Linked DNA regions of Arachis hypogaea: region 2 is linked to region 1. Evidence: chromatin contacts called from public Hi-C data. All regions are on one chromosome and are shown on one strand. The core of a region is the stretch at or near the end of the contact, and the rest is flanking DNA. Distances in the headings are between cores, read along the strand shown. Region 1 holds the start of LOC112769269 (phospholipid-transporting ATPase 2). Region 2 holds the start of LOC112771889.

Region 1 (6,198 bases), core at 1,999-4,498:
ATTTTGGTTTACCTATCGCTTCCATGAAAAAAATAAAAAAATAAACAAATATTGTGAAGTAGCGAATTTTTTCAAAAAATTCTCAAATTTAATCAAATTTAATGTGTTTATTTATATTTATTTATTATTTTATTATAAAACGATTTTTTCGGTTCAATCACGGTCAAATTGGTTGAACTTATGAACCAGTAAATCAGTAACTAAAACGGTTCGATGATCGGTTCGGTTTTTAAAACTTTACTTTACACTGTAAACAAGATATGACAAAAAAATTTAAATCGATAAATTCTCATAAAAATATTTATTTTAGTAAATATTATATTATTTTATTTATTAACATAAAAAATTCCGACTAAAAGTGAAAAGTCTAAACAAGTAGTGAGTTCGACCGAAAAAGTTGCTGGTCACAAAAAGAGAGAGTATAATGACTATATATATATATATATATATATATATATATATATATGACACTAGGGTCTATCAGTCTTTAATTAGTTGGGTTTTCCTCCCCTGATCCCCTCTTAAAAAAAATGAGCTCAGTTGAAAAATCGGCCAAATTCGGATTCAATTTAGTTTATCGGTTTTTGTTGGTTTTTCTAATTAATTCGTCACCAATTTTAAAACAAATGGCTTAGCTTTAAATAAGAACCAAACTGAATTGGCCAATAATTTACGATTCAGTTCAATTTTCATAACTATCCTAATAACTAATAACTATGTATAGTGTTTTATATATGGGGTCATCATCTCCTTTTAGAAAAAATATTTATGTATTTATTGTAAGTAAAGGGCTAAACGTGTACAAATGTTTATTAAAAATATAATTATTTATATATTTTTTTTATTAATTTAAAATTTTAAAATAAATAATACTATAAAGTGATATAAAAATTTTTATAACTTAAAAGTATAAAGTTCATTATTCCTTATTATTCCAAAAAATTAAAAATAAGATCACCCATATATGTGTAAATCAGCTGTTGCAATTCTTTATTCTGCATCTATATAGTATATATCACCATTGTCAACTTATTTACAAAATTAAATAGTAAAAATTTTAAGTAAAATAAAGATTTAAAGAAAGCTAAATTTTAGTTTTGATTTCCATATTTCCTTTTCTCTATTAAATTTTTTTAAAAATTTTAATTTGTTTCATTTATATTATTAGTTCATTCTGTTAAATATCATTATTATAATAGTTTAAATTTTTTTTTAGATAACTAAAACTAGAAAAAGAAAAAGGAAAAGTATAGAGTACCAACATATTATCTGCTAACTTATTGTCAATAATAATTAATTATTATATTTTAAACACATATATAAAAAGACATATCCAGAAAATATATCTATAAAGACACTTCTATTAAATACAGACATAAAAAAGATATTTTTATTAGACACATCCATAAAAATACTCCATTAAATATAATTATAAATAAGAGTTGGCAAATTGACAGAAATATTGTTGGTAAGAAACGATGTTAATAACGTAGCGGGATTAAATGCATAATGTATGGCTGCTTCTAATTAATTAATGACATCATTTTTGGTCTCTTCTTTTACATGATAAGCGGAATATAATGTGATTGCTTCTGCATGCTGCCTTCAAAGTTCAAACTAAACCATAGACTACTCAAAGTTTATAGACATAGAGCTGAATTTCTTAGATAATGATAAACTTTAATTTCCCTATCAAGTTAATGGTCCATCATATAAATTTGGGTTATAACCTGCTTATCTCACACATTATGCAAGTAAAATAATCGTCCTGAAAATAATTTTAGATAACGGCGTTATTTAAAAAAAAAAGTGAGATAATGTTTTTTATTTTGACACGTATTTTTGAACGTATCTCTTTATATATGTATTTAAAATATAATAATTAATTATTATTGACAATAAATTGATAAATAATATGTTGGTACTCTATATTTTTTTTATGCATTTTAAGCTTTATTATATTTGAACTTGCATCATCATATGTGATGAATTTGATGGAATCCCGCAAATACGGTGTTGCTACATGCGTATACGGTCAAAAAAACTTTGGGTATGATGTCTCTATCGATCTTTGAATAGCCGAAATCGTGTTCAACTCATATGCAATCGCTTCACATACCTAAACCTCTTGTTAAGCTGATTTCCAATCATACTACAACTGTGCACAAGGACAGAATAAAAATATAAAACAAGTACTGTGGTTAGTTGGAGTACATTGGATAGACGAACATGTATGTACAGCAGTAATAATTATTTTATAATCAAGAGAATATTATTAGCTTAATTACATTTTTCTTTATTATATTTTTATCTTATATTTGAATTAATATTAGCTGATTTTTTTACTTTTTTCCCTAAAAATATTAGTCCATAGTATTTTTTTTATAATTAATGATGTTTCTTCTATTATGATTTTCTTTTTCCAATTTGTTATTAATTTATTTTTCAATGATATGCGTGATATATTCTTTGAAAAATTTTAAGTGACTTGTTAATCATTAAAAAATAAAACAATAAAAAGGGTCAAAACCGGTGATGATAGTCCTGGATCTAGATCTACCGACTTTCAGGAAGATAGAAAAGGGACAATAGATTATTATTATTATTATTATTATTATTATTATTATTATTATTATTATTATTATTATTATTATTGAATTAGTAAAACGAAATTCACTTAAGACATTATATACGTTCATCTAGATGGTTCTCTTCATTTTCATATGTTAATAATAATAAAGTAAGGAGCTATATCAGCTAACTGTAGGTAGTCTTGGATTTTGAGGTACTACTATTTGCAGTATTATTCGAGACGATCAAATATTAGGATCTCACAATCTAATTAGTAATAGACTAATAGTAATATATGGAAACAAAAAAAAAAAAAAGACTAATAGTAATATATGGAAACCAAAAAAAAAAAAGACTAATAGTAATATATACTTATATAGTATACAACCATACATACATAGTAAGGCTAACAAGTTTTCATTAAAAAAAAAAAGGTTAACAAGTTTAAATTGGCCTCTGAGAGGAAATTCATGACGTATTTCAAAGGTCCATGCTGTGCTTTTTAAAATAAAAACAAAATTATATATAAAATTGTGGAAATTATCAGAAAAATTTAAATATGATAATGGACTCTTTTTTTTTCCTTTAACCCTATCAGTTTTGGGAGCTCATTAATACAAGGATGATCTTGTCCACTATAAATGGGCTTTCAGGTCCAAAGATATTTGGGCTGTCTAATCCAAAAGACCTGAAACCGCGAAAAGAAACAAAAATAAGAAACCAGAAGAACAAAGGGAAGGTGAGAAGAGTCCAAAAAAAGGGGTTGGAAATGGTGGATGGGAAGTAGCAGTGGAGTGTATAGCTAGGACACGATTTTAATAGGAAGCTACAAACAATAACATGAAACGAACCCATCCATAGTCAATGGTGGGAACGGGAACGATCGCACTCCAACATTTCTCGATCACCTTCAACAACTTATTCCACCAAATATCACATTCATTTCACTGGTACCTTCTCTCTCTCTCTCTCTCTCTCTCTCTCTCTCTCTCTCTCTCTCTCTCTCTCTCTCAATATCTGTGTCTGGAAGCGATTGCATAGTTTACATGCCGCGTGACGATTCGTATTAAACTACTAAATTAGATCGCGTTAACCTTCACTAGATTCCTAGCTGATTGGTACTCCCTTCGATTTTCATCAATTAGTGTGTTTCGTTGTTGAATTGATTTCATTTCATTAGCGTTAGGACTTTTTCATTGGCGTAATTAGCTGATGAGGTGTGAGGTTTTGTTAACTGAATGAGGGAGCTCGTTTATACATGATAATTTGGTTTAAATCGATCTGTGGAGAACAATAGCGTAGCTTAATTTTTCAAATTTATATGGCGAATGATATATTATGAATATTTTCCGGCTCTGTTCAGTGAATTTGTTCCTCGGGCATACGGCAACCAGTATTGTCGTGATGAACATCTGAAACTGATTGTTGTTTTTGTAATTAGAATATGGACTTCTTTATTTATTTGCTGTGAGAATTTCTCGGATATTCAGCTGATTGTTCTGGAGTTTTTGTAGTTAAACTTGGTGTAGCACATGTGATGAAACTAAATTCAGTTGAGTGTGGTAGCATAAGGGGTTATGCATAACAGATTATAAGTTGCATGCTGAGTAACTTCTAGGAGTTAGAATTGTCAAGGATGGCATGGTGTTTGTTGTGCTGAAGTGACCTGCAGTCCTGCATAATTATGGTGCTTTTTTTATTTTTGTAATGTAGAGAAAATCTGTTTAGACCTCCCCTATTTCTCTTCCTTATCATAATAAAATTTATATACAAGTCTTACATCATTTTCCCTTCTCCTTGTTGCTTGCAGAATGTGACTATTTTGGATATTTCACAATTGTTCTCTTTGAGCATTGTGGTGAAGGTGTAGAAGATATCTATAACATAAGCTAGTAGATGCTCAGGGCTTAACAATGAAGCGTTATGTTTATATAAATGATGATGAATCAGCTCATGATTTATACTGTGATAATCGTATATCAAACAGAAAGTATACTGTGCTGAACTTTATTCCAAAAAATTTATGGGAACAGTTCAGGTAATCTTTCTGCACATGGTATTTTTTACTCTCTATTTTAACTGCTAGTGCTGTAACGTTGGTGCAAAATCATGAATAATTTACATGGTTCTACTGCATGACCTCCTTTCCCTGTCATCTTCTCTGATATTGAGTAACAAACTTTTGATTCAATGGAGTGAATTTTTCTCCCCCCCCCCCCCCAAGATATGCCATGTGTGTTTTGCTGTGTTTAGACATGCATTTTTAATTTTCATGAGGAATTCAGAGTTCAGACTTCAGACTTCAGATATTAGAGAAGAATGTAGTATCAAATATAAAATATAAGCTTGCACATATTGATTTGGATGATGGCGCACAATTTTTTACTTGACATTCATGTAATTAATCCTAGATTAGGGATTCGGCCTCTCTTTTTCAATTTTATGTTGTGCAATTCACATCAGTTTTCTTCTCTTGTTTTCTTTTTGTGTGTGTGTGTTTTGGGGGGGGGGGGGGGGGGATGGGTTAAATTTATAATGAAATTTGAATATCTAATATGATTTGTTCCTGTCAATTATTTAAACATTGCCTTGGCTCTTTCCTTATCCCATCTAATTTTGCCCCTTTTTCAGCCGGTTCATGAATCAGTACTTTTTGCTGATAGCTTGCCTACAGCTATGGTCTCTCATCACTCCAGTAAATCCTGCCAGTACATGGGGTCCACTTATCTTCATTTTTGCAGTCTCTGCAACAAAAGAGGCATGGGATGATTACCATAGATACCTGTCAGACAAGAAGGCAAATGAGAAAGAAGTCTGGGTTGTCAGAAATGGCATCAAGAAACTTGTATGAAATATGGTTGATTTTCTTAAAGATATACTTATTCACTGCTTGTTATGACTTATTGACTTATTCTGCATTCGTTACTGTAGGAAGTGGAAGTTACATAAGCTTCTTCATTTGTTAAATTATATAACATGTTTCTTTATATGTGTAAATCTAATGTTCTTTCTTGCTTTTTTTCCCCTTCTTTTCTGGGATGCTTGTATGGATGGTGCTGTAGATCCAAGCCCAGGATATTCATGTAGGTAATATAGTATGGCTACGTGAAAATGATGAAGTGCCTTGTGACCTTGTTTTGATTGGCTCCTCTGATCCACAAGGACTTTGCTATATAGAGGTAAGCTTGACATGAAACATGCTAAAATTGATACACGCTCTCTTTGTGGCATTGCAGACAACATAGTTCCAGCATTCTTCTTTATCTTTCTTATTTGTGGAAAGACCATATTTCATTATATGCATTTCAAAGAGCTTATGATATAGCATGTTGTTCAGACTGCTGCAATGGATGGTGAAACTGATCTGAAGACAAGAGTCATACCTTCTGCCTGCATGGGAATTGATGTTGAACTATTGCACAAAATTAAGGTAAATTTTTATTACTGTAACTAGCTAGCAGTTTTATTGACAAAACTGTTTATACTGAACAATGAATTAATTACTTTCTTCTTTTGTGTGTGTATGTGCGTCTAGGGTGTAATCGAGTGTCCCACTCCAAATAAAGACATCAGAAGGTTTGATGCCAACATGCGGTTGTTCCCCCCATTTATTGATAATGATATATG
Region 2 (6,198 bases), core at 1,543-4,042, 230 kb before region 1:
ATCCAAATTATTTTCTTACACTAGCCCAAATAAAATCCAAATTGTTTTCTTACACTAGCCCACTTTTATGTGTGTGCATGACTTTGATCTCCCAGGCTTATACTATCTACGTTTGTTGTTACCCATCATCATGCTGAGAATCCAGTGTAATCCATCACAATTGTCACCCTTAGCTATGGCCGTTTCAAACCAACTGGGATCCTACCTATTTCGCACGAATAACTTTGGACATCATACGAACCACAATATCTTGTTAACAAGAAAAGTAAACGTGAATCAACTCTACTTCAGATACCCTTACTGCTATAGGAGATATTCTAATAAACAATTTAACAGAAAGCACAGGGTATGATAATCCACATCATTTTGTAGAGCTCTCCTAATTCTTTACCGGCTTCCCCAATTTCATTGTGGGAAAGCAACAAAAATGAGCTCGAACTAGTATCGTCTTGAGGATGTTTAGTTATAGAATTCCTAATTATATTTTAATTCTAGACAATATTAATAGTAGGATCGATTCACATTTTTGAAAGATCGAATGTAATAAATTACTTTGATTTGATATTAAAAGTATAATTTATAGGCTAGATATTATTACATCAGTTTGTTTAGTTAATAATGGGAAACCGAAGTGAATACACACGAACAGCTATGATAACAACCACTCTTCAATTGCAAAGGGCAACTAGCATAGAATATAGACGAGTTTAGACCGGCTATTGGATGCATCAAATGAAAAGGATAGCATTTACAGAAGAATTATCTGTACGAGCTTACGGTTCATGATTACATTTGCATGAAAGATGACTCCATAAAAATACTAAATTATGTAAATTTATAGCAATATTCACTTCTGCATGTTAACCACAAGAACCATCATCTTTCAAAACTGACTTAAATAGGGTAAAAATGTGCACTAACCACAGCAATTTAGGACTAAAATAAACAGAGACTGTACCACTATTTAAGACTGCCCCGCAGCCAATAGTTCAATTGTAAAAATAAAGATCAGAACCTCTGGCAACTCTAAAGACACCCAGAAATCAAAATCACTCTTCAACAACATTGACTAGTTCATATTCAACTAATGAAAGATTGTTATCCTCTTTAACCTCAAAAGTTGCAGGTTCAGTGACTTCAATACGGCCCCATTTATCAACTGCTAGCCTCATGGATCCTTTGAACATGTCGATCTTTGCGTTACGCAAAATTAGAGTAGATCCTGGCTTCATGAGTTCCACTGCACAAAAATAAATCAATCAATCACAAAAACCAAGAAAAGGCTGAGAGCATTTTAGCATAGACTGGAAAAACATGTGCTAACAAATGTAGAAAAGAAACAAAGAAAGCATCAGTTTGGTAGACCACACATGTTGACTACTCCATGGACTCGAAAATGTATCATGTTTCCACACACAGATGCTAATGCATATTCACATATAATGTTTGGCTTACTAGGGGAAATGTTAAATATCTTGGTTACAACATGCAAGATACCATAAATCACGATCAACCTAACTTCGAACTAACAGAATTAAATACATTAATTAACAGCATTTGCGTATTTAATTCGTAATGCGCAAAAGTGGAAAGAGGAATCAATATGTGGTTCCGACTTAAGCCCTAACCGGAAAGTCCGTTAACAATTCAAAATTAAAGTTACCGACCAATAATCACCTCTATGATATCATAGACCATTCAGAATACCGGCTGGTTTTCCCACTAATTCTCCTCCAAGAAACAACAAACATATGGCAACCCAATTGCGGAAGAACTCATTTAAGTCAGCTAATGGAGAGACATAGCAAGTACAAAAGGCATGGGGCGAAATTATTGTGTTAGCATTAGCAACATGGATTGTTTCCCTTTTTAAGTTCAAAATCATAACATGCTTTTCAAATGGAAAAAAAAAAAAAGCTTCCCTGAATGAACTCAACTCCTAAACAGTAAAATTGCCAGGCCAAGAGGTATGTATCCTTTGATATTAAACACTATTGATTGAAACTTTTATGGCAGCCATAGCAACTTTCGCTATTAAATCAACATGCACGAGTAACAAAGTGTGATTGCTAGCAACTCCAGCATACATAATCCCCATTTTCTTCTAACGTAAGGGACTGAAGCCTAATCCTATCACAAAGTCAACAACTTTACATGTTTTTTCCTTGATCACACACCAAATAGAACTTAAATCATCACAATTACATACACATAACATACACAGATTGAACTTTCAAAAAATGAAATGACAGAAACAAGAAACATACCCTGTTCGTTACGGGCAGTGAAGACTATGGTTCCAGTTTCATCTCCGACGAGGCACTCGGCGATGCGAGAAGGACGAGCCGCCGCCAGCATCGACGTCCGACCACCACGGTTGCTGACTGTCTTGACGGGCTTCGAGCTAACAACCTTGACTGTGAGCGTGTGACCGCTTGTTCCCGGTTTGAGCTGATCCACCTTCACAAACACTGGCTTTCGCTTTGCCGCCGGTGTCGCCATTGATTTCACAAACTTCGTTTTTTTTTTCCGCCCTTTCTTTTTTGCAGTTCGCTATGCGAGATAATCGATCGAAACGGAAACGGAAACGGAATCAAAGGTATAAGCTAGAGAGTAGAAACTCAACTTAAACCCTAACCCTACTCTCTCCCTTTCGTTTTTGGATTTGGGAATTTTGAGTAATTGGGCCCACACTTTGTTAGCCCATGTAGTTAGGCCCCCACAGGTGTAAGGATTTCAAAAAGAATCAGTACCCTTCAAAACCCGAAAAAAAAACAAGAAAAAGAAATGGGGTACCCTTCACCAAGTCTAGTATTTTGCTAGAACCTAGAATAGTAGAATGTACCGAAACCAATTTGGGTTGGTCTAGTGGTTAGCTCACTAATTTGCTTAAGTAAGTGTTGAGAGTTCGAATCCTGTCTTGTGTATGCAGTAATTATTGGTCAGCGACAAATCCTTAAATAAACGTCCGATCTGCGACGGATTAGTCCTTAACTTAGCAGGTTGAGAAATACCATAAAAAAGAAAAAAAGAATAATATAATACTTAAGAGGTATGTATAAATTGAGAATTTTTTTACCCTTTTTTGGAATAGAAAGACTCATGTAGTTTATTTTTATGTGAAATTGATAAACAATTATCAACTATTAAATACACATAACAGATATTTATTATGAACTTCAATTATTGTATGTGAATTTTTGTATTTTTTTTTTTTTTTGTAAAAAGCTTGAGTGAATCAGAATTTATTGTGCGAAAACAACTAGTTATGTGAGTTTTAGTTGTCTACACAGAAATAGTATGTAATTGAAAGATGCTTGAATATTGGGTTGAGAGTTCAACAAAAAAAAAAATTTATTTGAAAGACTGTGATTTTTTAGTTCAGTTTTGGTTTTTTTGTATAATGATATTTATTGCTACTATGTTTTTTTTGGCGTCTGTCTCATGCAATTAAGTAAAATTATTTTCAACATACTATTTACTGAATTATATGGCATTTCTAATAGCTATCTAAATATGGTGAAATTTTCAACCCTCCTTATCAATGGTCAATTAAAACTACCATGTTATAAATGATGGTGATATTTTTAGATAACGGTGATATTTTTAGATAATGCTAAGTTTTTATACATTCTTAATATAAAGTTTTGATTTGTTTCATGAACGGTTTAGGATGAGTTATCAACAAATCTTATAATATTGGAGGTGTAAGTTATAAATCAATATTTAATATGTTTTGAATTTTTTATGAGTTTTAGATGTGTTAATAAAATAATTAGCATGAATTTTTATGATTTTAAATGTGTACTGCTAATTTTTTATGTATTTAATATACAGTGTACAACAATAATGCCAATAAAAAAGGTATTTGTCCTTATCCAAAGAAAGAAAAATAGCAAATAAGACGACTTCTATTGATAAGTCTCATAAATTCAATGATAAAACACTACAAGAAGAATGGAGATTTGCGGCGGTTTTTTCTGTTATTAACGGTGGTTTTAAACCGCCACCAAAACCAATATCAGTGGTTGAGTGAACCGCCTTAGTTAGTAGCGCAGGTAGTTGATTTTGCGGCGATTTTCAGCAACCGCTGATATAACTGCCGCTAATCAGATAATTGATTTTGCTTTACTAGTTTTTTTTGTTAAATTGTGGCGGTTTAGAATTGTCACAATTCTAATAGATGCTTTAAAAAAAATATAGCAATTTTTAACCTACCGCAGTTTTTTACATGATATTTAAAAAAAATAACTGCTAAACTACTACATGTGATACTATTTTTTTTTACTATAACTTATTTTCTTTACATCATAATTGATTAAACTTAATAATTAGCAATTATTAAGCCAAATACTACTATTTAACTCAACTGTAGCATTCATATAGTGTTACTCATAGGTACTTTATTACTCAACAAAATATAATTCTTATTGTGAAGTTAATGCAGAGAAAAAAAATAGAATAATCTCAAGCACCTAATATAGTTTCATAAGGAATAATGATTCCTACTTTCTAGGTTTCTTGAACTAATTTATGGTGCTGGAGTGCTATTTTTAAGGCTTAATAGCATTGTAAGGCTTAAAATCAACTATTCTATTAAATAAATATATCCATTTTATGTCACAAAACTGTCTATTGTTAAATTGTATATATATGCACACAATGAAAAATATAGTAAATTTTTAGGAAACATTGATCTCACACTGCAGAAACAGGATCCATATGAACACATTTGGCTTCATCTAACTTTCTAGCATCATAGCTATAGCAATTTCCATCTTTATTTTCCTGCATGGTCATGCAATTTATCCATAAGAATACAAATAATAATTGAAAAGATAGAATTTCAAAAACATAGATAAATATTTTAGAAGTTAGCTAAAACCAAAATTTTATACAATAATAGCTTAAAAAAACACTGGTTAAATTCATCTCATGAACTTACAGCTGTGAAATTTATTGGTTTTATTGGGTTCCATGCTATCGAATTCGTTTTGGTCTGCCACATAGGGAGAAAAAGGTCAGTATAGTCATGAATAAGTAATTTGGATAAAAATGCAAACTGAAAGAACACATATGATGATGATAGCAAGAATGCAATAGAGAAATGAACCGATGATATAATCTACTATGAAATTAGAAGTAAATAAGAGAATAAGTTACTAATTAAAGTAAAGTAAAATTGATTGCTCGACTTAGGAAAATGAAAATCTACACCTGTGTTGAAATTGAAACTAATTAAATAGAATAATTACCATCATTGTCATTTTTGTCACTGGAGAAGCCATACATAGATCGTATAACATTATACCTCGGTCACTATAATAAAACAGGTTAGACAAATAAGTAACTCATAACAAATTCAAACTCAAACATTACATACATAGACGGGCAGGAACTCATGCATCGTGCAGGGGAAACAGAAGTAAAATGACCCAACTACTTATAGGCTCAGATATGCAATATGAAAGACAAACCAATAAAAAGAAATTCTAAAGGGAAAAAAAGATTAAGAAAATGGGTAAGTTCTTTGTCCGAAATAAATAAACTGACACCTGTTGTGATTCCATATATCTACTTGGGCGCCAGTTGTGGCAAACAGTTCACCATCCCACTGGTGATCAACAGTCCTAAACATTCAAGAGCAAGCTACACATAAAAATAATATTAAAACAAGTTTCAATATTTTTCTGGTGAATCACATCAATACTTACAAAAGTGCATTCTTCCCAACATGAACACTTGCTGGCTGTAGAAGAGTGTTTGCAAAATTGTATGAGGAAGGATAACTGCTGAAAAAGGAATAAGAAAAATGAACTAACATCTTACCTCTACAGAATTCTTAGTTGAGTGACCCAACTCTATGAGATTATCAACAGAAGTATTCCAAAGTCTAACACTGTCTCCAAAACAAAAAATGCAGTTTATAAACAGACAGACATAATTGTAAAGAACAGATGCATTACTATATTAGAAAAAAAAAATTATATTATATAAAGCACTAATGTGTAGAAGATTCTTCACAATCAGAATTCACTCTTGCTGTTTCTTTCAATAGCCCAAGAGCTAGAAGCATAAATTTTCAGCCAATTTTTCCCAAACAATGGAACATTCATATACTCATGAGAAATAAATAAGGGAGAATTGAAGTACCTCCATCCATTGCACCAGAAAATATCTATTTCAATTGGGTAGGAT

Evidence for each region. A called contact is a pair of places that touch in the nucleus more often than the background predicts.
Region 2: a Hi-C map of leaf shows a contact between it and region 1, with 4 times the contacts expected there. The contact joins the promoter of LOC112771889 here to the promoter of LOC112769269 in region 1. A contact is called at or near these places in 5 of 8 Hi-C or Micro-C datasets (all in leaf).

The regions. Positions count from the first base shown.
Region 1 is chr18:11,525,693-11,531,890 of arahy.Tifrunner.gnm2.J5K5, reverse strand. It overlaps LOC112769269 (phospholipid-transporting ATPase 2), which reads left to right and starts at 3,248. Exons shown (of 25, transcript XM_025813734.3): 1 at 3,248-3,521; 2 at 4,382-4,609; 3 at 5,203-5,416; 4 at 5,634-5,750; 5 at 5,909-6,001; 6 at 6,107-6,198. The coding sequence starts at 4,485.
Region 2 is chr18:11,759,062-11,765,259 of arahy.Tifrunner.gnm2.J5K5, reverse strand. LOC112771889 reads right to left here and starts at 2,792. Exons shown (of 2, transcript XM_025816725.3): 1 at 2,268-2,792; 2 at 720-1,240. The coding sequence starts at 2,502. The coding sequence ends at 1,050.